Regions from separate parts of the Sus scrofa genome. Here region 2 is linked to region 1. Evidence: chromatin contacts called from public Hi-C data. All regions are on one chromosome and are shown on one strand. The core of a region is the stretch at or near the end of the contact, and the rest is flanking DNA. Distances in the headings are between cores, read along the strand shown.

Evidence for each region. Hi-C and Micro-C count contacts between places; a contact is called where the count stands out from the background.
Region 2: a contact with region 1 is called in a Hi-C map of skeletal muscle, with 2.1 times the contacts expected there. The contact joins the promoter of SMC5 here to the enhancer-like site in region 1. A contact is called at or near these places in 2 of 47 Hi-C or Micro-C datasets (fibroblasts and skeletal muscle) and 2 of 2 datasets of contacts at active chromatin or transcription factors (alveolar macrophages and skeletal muscle).

What each region holds. Positions count from the first base shown.
Region 1 is chr1:223,512,041-223,516,498 of Sscrofa11.1, forward strand. No RefSeq gene overlaps it. Among named protein-coding and RNA genes, the nearest start is that of MAMDC2, 27 kb to the right of the region's middle. Within about 2 kb of position 2,486, at least 10 of the 83 cell types and tissues checked have an H3K27ac peak or open chromatin away from gene starts, as enhancers often do. A contact at or near this core is called in alveolar macrophages and skeletal muscle, where this site is marked.
Region 2 is chr1:223,557,566-223,562,023 of Sscrofa11.1, forward strand. SMC5 (structural maintenance of chromosomes protein 5) reads left to right here and starts at 2,706. Exons shown (of 24, transcript XM_021064744.1): 1 at 2,706-3,037. The coding sequence starts at 2,841.

The DNA of each region.
Region 1 (4,458 bases), core at 1,236-3,735:
AATTTTGTGAATAATTATTCCACCAACTCTGCAGTCACCATATCCAAATTTATTTGTGCAAAATGACTTTAAAAGATTTTTAAACCTCATCAGAAGAGAAGTTAAATCTAACGCAGAACCAAATCCTCTGGTAAATTGTTGAGGTCTGCCACTGTAACAAGAATCTAACTAGGTTTGTTTTGTGAACATGAGTAATTGATGGTACTGTTGGCATAGGATTGAAATGTTTCTGTCTGAAGAGAGAAGGCCATTTCTGGAAACTATCATTCACATCCTAATTATAGGCCCAACTGGTACTCTTCAATTGGTAAAGTAGGTGGTAGATTAACCCAGCAACCTGGCCAGCTATGTCTCTCGAGCAGGCCATAGAAACTACTTTAAAAGACAGTGAAAAGAAACCAGTCACTTCAGCCAGTGTTGAGCTCTTTAACAATCTTTTTAAACTACACGCACGACCAGGGTCTGTGGTTGTGTATTCCAGAGCTCCCTGCAAAGCTTCACTTCTTCCCTCCCTTAGCAAAATCATATTGACTGTGTTGGGTGACACTTAAACTATGACACTTCCTGCAGTTAAAATCAGTCACCCAGATTCTTTTAAAACTCCGTCCTGATTTGGTTTGGGAAAGTAAGTTCCTGACATATCTGTTTCTCTACTTTTTCTTCCACTTTTAACAGGTTAAGAGGCAGTCTAGTCCCTCTGACTATCACAGCTTTGTGGCTGGGTTTCTGTACAGACTCTCTCTCCATCCCACTGCCTCTCCCTGAAAAAAAAAAAAAAGCTTTAGGAGAGGCTTGAAATTATATACTATGAGGAAAGTTTTCTCCATTACTCTTTTGGATCTGCTGCCTGTCATTATGTTATTTTGAGGGAGAAGATCATTGTTTTTTGAAAGGGAGACAAGCTTGGGTTGGGGGGTGGGGGAGACACACTGTTGCCCTTTGACAATTTGCAGATTTCTGAAGCAGGAAATTGGAACAGTAAAGCCCTGATCATCTTGGGGATGATTATTCAGCTGGAGTCTTAGTCCATCTCCCTTGCCTTTCTGCTCTTTTGCCTTTTCTTTCCAGGATCTAAGGATATTTCATTCCTCGTTAAAACCACCACCTGGTGATGTGCAGAGGAAGAGAAAACTAATTCCATCCAGTCCCTTTTTATAATGTAAACAACTGTCCTGCTTTGACTGAAGAGAATGAATAGTTTGAAATTGACAGTGAATCCAAAAAGGAGGTCCAGATCTTGAAAGCGACTCACATAGGGACTACATGTAATAGGAGCTGAGCAAGTGGGATTTGAAAGTACAGCAGTTTTCTACCCCCTCGATCACTGGTTCTCTCAAAATCTCAGAGATTTTGCCCCTGCCTGCCCCTGCCTGCCCCACCCCCTCCACATCCTCAAAGGGACCTTTGGCAATGTTTGGAGACATGTTTTCTCCAACATGTTATGACTTGTGAATGATATTGGTATCTAGTGGGTAGGAACCAGGAATGCTTAAAATCCTGCAGTGCACAGGGCAGTGACCCACAGCAAAGAACTATCTAGCCCCAAATATCAATAGTAAATAAATGATCACGTGCAATTCTGTTTTAAGTATGATAAAAAGTAAGTTAAATCATATTTTGATCCTTCCTTGACTATATTTACAATTGTTTGCAATTTTTTTTTATTTTCAATTAATTTATTTATGTATTTATTTAGCGCTGCACCCACGGCATGTGGAGGTTCCCAGGCCAGGGGTCCAGTCAAAGCTACAGCTGCCAGCCTACACCACAGCTGTAGCAACATCAGATCTGAGCCACATCTGTGACCTATGCCACAACTCACTTAATCACCAGATCCTTAACCCACTGAGTGAGGTCAGGGAGCAAACCCGCAACCTCACCATTCCTAGTCAGATTCCTTTCCTCCTACGCCATGATGGGAACTCCACAAATGTGTTTTTAATTGCTCTCCATTCAGTGCCTATTTTTATTTCCAAAATTAGGTAAATTTGAAATCAGTTTTTACTTAATATTCTCAATCAAAACAAAAATTTTTAAATATCACCAATCCCTAAGGACTGGAATCTGTATTAAACTGAAACAAATTGATTTACACAAAGCTAACTTAACCCTAACTCTTAAGAGGTCTGCAAAGTATCAGGAACACCTGTCTAAGGGATAGCATTTTACTTTGTCCCTCTTCTTTTCCCCTCTCACATAGGCAATAGTATATATTCAAAGTGCGTAAGATTTTTTTCCCAGTCTCTAGAGATATTCTCTGTGTCTTGAAATACTGACTAAAATGAAATAAGCACTGTTTTTGAAAAAGAGCTATAAAGAAAGGAGAGGTTAAGGAAATGGGCAATTTCCTTTTTGTCACATTCGTAACAGGACCCAGGGACAGATTTCTTAAGAACAGACCAAAATGTTTGGCTTTCTCTTTGCCTGTGTCAGCCAGGCCTAGTCATCAGCTTACCTAATCACCAACTGCCCTAAAATAACCTCTGCACCTCAAGCAGCCTCAAAATGTAAGAAGGCAGCACAAGAATAGGAGCTGACATTATGAGCATTATTAATAGCAGGTGGAAATCCAATGTGTTAGACTGAAATTAATCTGGTCCTGTTTCTTTTGTGTGTTGGAATGCAGATAGACAACTGCAAACTGATCTGAGGTTTGAGCCCACAGTTTGAATCTAGTACATAGCTGGCTGAATTTGCAGATCTTTTATCAGACAGGACAACATGTGGCCTGGCCAGTATTGTAAGTGTAGAAAATCTTCTAAGATAGGAATAACCTAGTGACTTACCGTGGTCCAGAACATCTTCAGCATTTCGTTTAACCCTCTGTGGCAGTTTACACATTTGTTTGGCATGTCCAAAAGGAGCCAGGAAGCTCTACCCCGTGGAACTTTCTGCAATGAGGAAGTTTGCATAACTGCCGTGTCCAACTCACTTGACCACTAGCTATTTGTGGTTACTGAGCACTTGAAATGTGGTTAGTGCACCTAAGGGAAATGAACTTTTAATTCTATTTAATTTTATTTTATATAACCACATGTGCTCATGACTACTGTAGTAAATAATGCCAATCTGAAAAACAGTAACTCATTATTCCACATCTTAATTATAGATAACTTGAATCTTCTTTTTTCTCAATTATAAATATAACAAAATTAAAGAATGGTTAGAAAATAAAAGGAAATTCTGTTCAATACCCATAATTTTATGATCCTTCACAGAATTGTTAGGCATTCGGTAATGTTAAAGATTTTATCCAATGTATTTTTAGATGAATTAGATATAATTTGTCTTATTTTGTTGTATTTTATCTGTTAAAACCTTCTTTTTTCATTTTAATTATGAGTGGAATATATATTTCTGCTACTAAATAATATTCATAAGCTATCAGAGTGAATGATTGCCTTTCTTAGATTGAAGCATCGTAGTTTATTTATTTCCCCTATTTTTGAAATCTTAGGTTATTTCATTTGTTTGCTTGCTCGCTTGGTCTTATGGTCATTATGAAATAATGCTGTAGTCAACATGTGAAAGCAGATTAACATTTCTTCTCTTTAGGACATGTTTACATGCCAATTGTTTGAGTCTAATATACGTTAACAGTTTATACAGTGAATCATTTCACTGCCACAGATTCATTTTGAAAAAGTACTTTATCACTATTTTTGTCAAAAATAGACTTTAAAGCCACAAAAGGAAAAGAAAGCCAAGACTTTTCTCTCTGTACCACAATTAATTCAGTAATTTATAAGACAGATTATTATTCCCTCCTGTATAACACGAAGAATTGCTGATAAAATATAACTGCACTCAGGGCTGATAGCATAAACCGCTTTGCAAGTGGGGAATAAGTTCACACGCATAAATCCTACAAATAAAATCCTCCTTTGGAGATCCATAGAGATAAGAAAACTAATGGAAGTTATACAAAAAACCCAGAACACCCCCTTTTATTTTGTTCATTGTAAGTATATGTACTTACGTATTATTACATCTTCAAACTATCCTTTTTATAATTTAAAGTAATATAAATACATAAAAAGTTTAAATAAGTAAACTTTCACACATCTTACAATTAGTAGTTATTCTGAAGATACTGGCTTACAACCTTTTATATTTTGCATAGTGGTAAACTGCATGTGATTTTAAAATTTCTTTTTAAATGAATTCTATATTCTGGTGGCTCTGATCATCAAAAAATAAAGGAAATGTACTGATAATATTTGTAAATTGAGTTCATAGCACACTGAATATTGGAACCTAAAAAAATCAGATTTCCTCATTATTCATAATTTGGATTATATTCTCTATGTCTTTGTTTATATTAAGATTTATAGTTGAGGGATTGAACATAGGCTGTTCAATCTCTCAGCTCTCAGTTGTGTTCGTTAAACATTAGGTTATACATGTGAAGCCACTTTGTAAACTGCAGACTACAGTGAAAATCTAATATAAATGTTT
Region 2 (4,458 bases), core at 1,456-3,955, 46 kb after region 1:
AACCTGAGAGGGTTCTTGTTAGAACTGAAAGAGAAAACTCTTGGTCAGAGATTGCCACAGCTGAGTTCTATCCCATGCATCTTGCCCCACCTTCTTGCTGTTGTGGCATCATTACCTAGGGCTTGGAGTGAAGCCAAGAAAGAGAACACAGAAGATAGTCTCTGATGGTTAGGTGAAATATATTTATAACTTTGACCCTGCCCCTTTCTGCCAGCTTTTTGTTTGTGTTAATTTTAAAAGTTTCTATAGCATTGGAAGGCCATGGCTTAAAGTGGTTTCTGGTCGCTTATTTCTTCGTCAATAAAAAGTTAAGTAGAATTGCTTTGCCACATCTGTTAGCTAGCAAGGATGGCATGATGACTTCAGCTGATGTCTTAAGATCTGGGTGTGTAGAATTAACCATTGTGGCTCACTCATTCATTCATTAACATCAGATTCTGATTAATAGATATTCTATTTCCAAAGACCTTCTCCTTTTGCCTATATGACACTACTCCTTTCAAGACAATTTTTTACCAGCAGAATTAAAGAAACCAGAGGTGGCAAGATAGATGTGTCTACCTTTATGAGTTCATGAAATTGTTAAGCAATAGTAGGAAGCACTGAGCTAGTGTAACATGCCAGCATATCCCTGGTTCATGCTAACTTCAGTCACACAGAGTCCAACAAAAGAGAAGTATTTAAATCAATTACAGTATATTTGTTTGATAGAATACTATATAGTTGAAACTATGTCACAGAAAAATACTTAATGGCATGGAAAGATATTCATAATATATTGAGAAAAAGGTTAAATAACAGGATACATAATTTGTGCAGTATTTTTTTTTTTTAACACAGAAGGACCATAGTATATACATATGGAAAGAGGATGTTAAAACACATCAAAATCTTAACAGTGATTAGTCTGGGTAGAGGAATTATAAGTTTTCCGTTTGTGTATGTTTTTTTCTGTGTCCCCCAAATTTCTGCATTTAACACTTATTGCTTTTGTGGTTAGAAGCAAAACCAGTAACATTTTCCTTTTCAAAAGATGGTGGTAGAGCATGACTGGCGGTGCTCAGGCAAGAACGCATAGTGTGTGCACATTTGTGGGGTCATCACAAGTTCAGAGGCCCTTTCCCAACTTTCAAGTTTATAAGCATAATTTGATTAATTCACTGAAGAACTGTTGATGGTATAAAGATGGTTATATTGGTTCCCCACTCTTAACTCCTATTACTGCTGCCTGTATTATTTTACTATTAGGGTAGATTTTCCCAAATACAACTATTTCTCCAAAGAAATTGACTCATCAAAGGCTCTTGAAGCAGAGTACCAAGTTACTTTTCAAACAATTTCTACTAGCAGTGTAGCATATAACGGTATAGTGCCCTCCTAAACACTATCTTTATTATTTCCTGTTCAGAAGTTTCAAAATTCTTCTTTAATTTCTATTTAAAATTTTTTTGTGGAGCTCCTTGGTGGCTCAGCAGCTTAAGGATCCAGAATTGTCACTGCCGTGGTTACAGCTATAGTGCAGGTTACATCCTTGGCCTGGGAACTTCATGCTGCAAGCAAAGTCAAAATTTTATAAATATATATTTTTTTCCTAATAACCATGAAAATTTTACATGTTTTTCCAACTCATTTTTTCGTTGATTATAACTTTGAGAGCGTGGATTTCACTCCTGTGAGAGAAAGAATCAGAAACCTGGAAAAGGAGCATTGGTCCAGGAGTCAGAAATCAGGGTTCTACTGCCAGCCTTCCCTTTGTTAACTCCTTCCATGGTTTACTCCCCCAACCACAGCCTTTGTCTTTGCCCAGAATGCTCTTTTCTTATTTCCACACCTGGCTCTTTCTTCGCCTTCAGGGTTTAGCCCAAATATCACTCCCTCTGACAGGCCTTCCCTGCCTCTCCATCACATTCATTCTGTTTTTCTCTTCTGAGCATCTATCTCCGCCAGAAATTAGGTTAACTTGTTCTTTTTCTATCTCTCCACTCACTCCCTCAAGGCCACAACCCAGCCTCTGGTAGATTAGACATTATCAGTTGAGGAATGACACATAAGTAGGTCGCAGGAAGCTCATCTTAAAAGGGAGGTTAATTAGACAAATGTGAGCCAGTTTAAGTGGAACACCCTCTACACCATGCCAGGGAGCTCCGGGGTTTCCGGAAACTTCGAGGGAGGGAGTCTTAAAAGGGAATTAACGAGGGGATGGACAGTCAATGAGGAGAATCTGTGTGGTGCAGTCTTTCTACCAGTTGGAGAGTGCAGGAGACCATAGCGCCATGCTTTAAGAGAGAGGAAGGCATAGAGCCATTTGGAAGAGTTTCCTTTCTTTTCTTTCTTTTTGGACATGGGAACCTGCTTGAAAACAAAGAAAGAAGACGAAGAGGCCCGAACCGAGGGCAGACTCCGAGCATCACCAATGGGGTCTGACGTTGCCCACACGAGGTGCCATCACAAACACCGTCCTCCTTTCTCTCCCGGATGTTTCCTCAGAGCACTGAAAAGGCTTTCAAAATACTAAATGCAACTGATGTCTTTTTTTGAGTTAAAAAACAAAACCAAAACAAAACTTCTCAAAGTATACAGACATAGAGAAAAGTGACCGGAAGCAGCTTCCCCCAGCTCCACCCCCGCTTTCGCAAGGGTTTCGGCCTTCCAGGCCCAGCACTGGGCGGTGCGTGACCGCTGACGCCAGCGATCTCAACTACGCAGGCGCGAGGGCGGGCTCCCGGCAGGGGGTGGGGGAGTCGCGCGCCAGGGCAGGTCGCGCGGGAGCCGGGCGCTGGAGCGCAGGGGCTGCAGGTCGGTGGGAACGGAAGCCAGCTCAAGAAGGAAAGGAAGCCAGAATGGCGACACCGAGCAAGAAAACGTCTACACCAATCCCCCTGGCCTCCAAGAGAGCTCTCCCCAGAGATCCCTCGTCGGAGGTCCCGAGCAAGAAAAAGAGTTCGGCCCCGCCGGCGGCGCCGCCTCCACTGCCGCTGCAGTCTTCAGGGCCTTTCGTAGAAGGCTCTATCGTCCGCATCGCGATGGAGAACTTCCTGTGAGTGGCCAGAGGCCGGGCTGGGGAGGCGAGCGGGCCCTCGGGCTGGGGGCGCAGGCTGCATGCGTGCAGGGGTAGGTGGGTGGATGTGTGCCTGGCTTGTGGGTTTAACAGTAAATTCGTGCTGAGATTGCCGTCAGGAGTTTTATTCGTCGGCCATGAAGATTGACGTGTGTGTCGATGTGGTAGGAGTGTGTCTTGGGTGATATGTTTTTTTTTAATTCTTAACGCCAATGTTGTTTGAAGACGTCATATGGCGGGCAGTGGACGTAGTAGGGATTCGATCTCTGCCCCCTGGGAGTCACAGCCTGTAGAGGTAGGACGTAATCTGTAATTGGCAAAACTGTGGTTCTTGGGAACTCAGAGGAAGCAACAGTTAAATCAGAACGGCAGTGATGCCGTGACAGATTCGTGAAGAGTAGGCAGTTGCTAGGTGGACAAAGATGGTGAAGGTTTCCTAATGGAGGTTGAAATGTACCTGAAAATTAAGCCTTACTCTCAGTTATTGCGCTCCCAGAAGACCCTTGACCCTTTCAAATCTGGCTTTCTGGTTCCTTTTTTATCCCTTCAGACAACTAACCATAATACTCACTGTAGAATTTTTAAATATGTTTTAACACAAATACCGTGTATCTGTTTAGCACCTTAAAGTTCATTTAAGATTTATTTTTTTTTAAGCTTGCGCAGAGTAACATAGGGAAAACAGAATTGCAGTAACATTACTAACATTATTTTTCAAACATCTGTCATGTGCTATAGAAGTAGGTGCTTTATTTACACAATGCTCTCATTCTTTCCTGGTAACAACTCTTTATATTATTTCCATTGATAAGCTCAGAGGTTAATTTGCCCACGTTTACACAGCTAATAAGTAGCGGAATTGTTGTTTGAATCCAAATCAGGAAAGATAAATATAATCAAACGAAGTATTTGCCTTAATAACATATGTGCATCAGGATGCAAGGGGGGAGCAATGGCTAAAATGGTTAATTTTGTCCACAACTGTGAGAAGGGCTTTGTACTGGAGATTATGACATTCTTAAAAAGGAAGAGCATTGCTGACAGAAGGAATTACCTGAAATGGTTATGATTAAGAAGTTTCCAGTATTTTAATATGGTTAGAGCACAGGATGTGAATATGTGAACAGGGTTTATACTGAAGACAACTCTTGGGGGTCTGTGTTTCCTATGCTGAGGAATTCCAGTTCTATGCTGTAGGTTGCCAGGTTAAGTGCATGCATGACATGTGACATATTACTTCAGCAGCATTGTGAAGGATCATTTAGAAAAGGTGCAAAAGTGAAGGCAACAAGGCTTTTACAATACAAGGGCAGAGATGATTCAGAGTTTGACCCTAACGCTGGAAAGTGGGAGCAGAAAGAAGAGATTTGACAGGGTCCGGCTGCAGATTATTTGTGAGG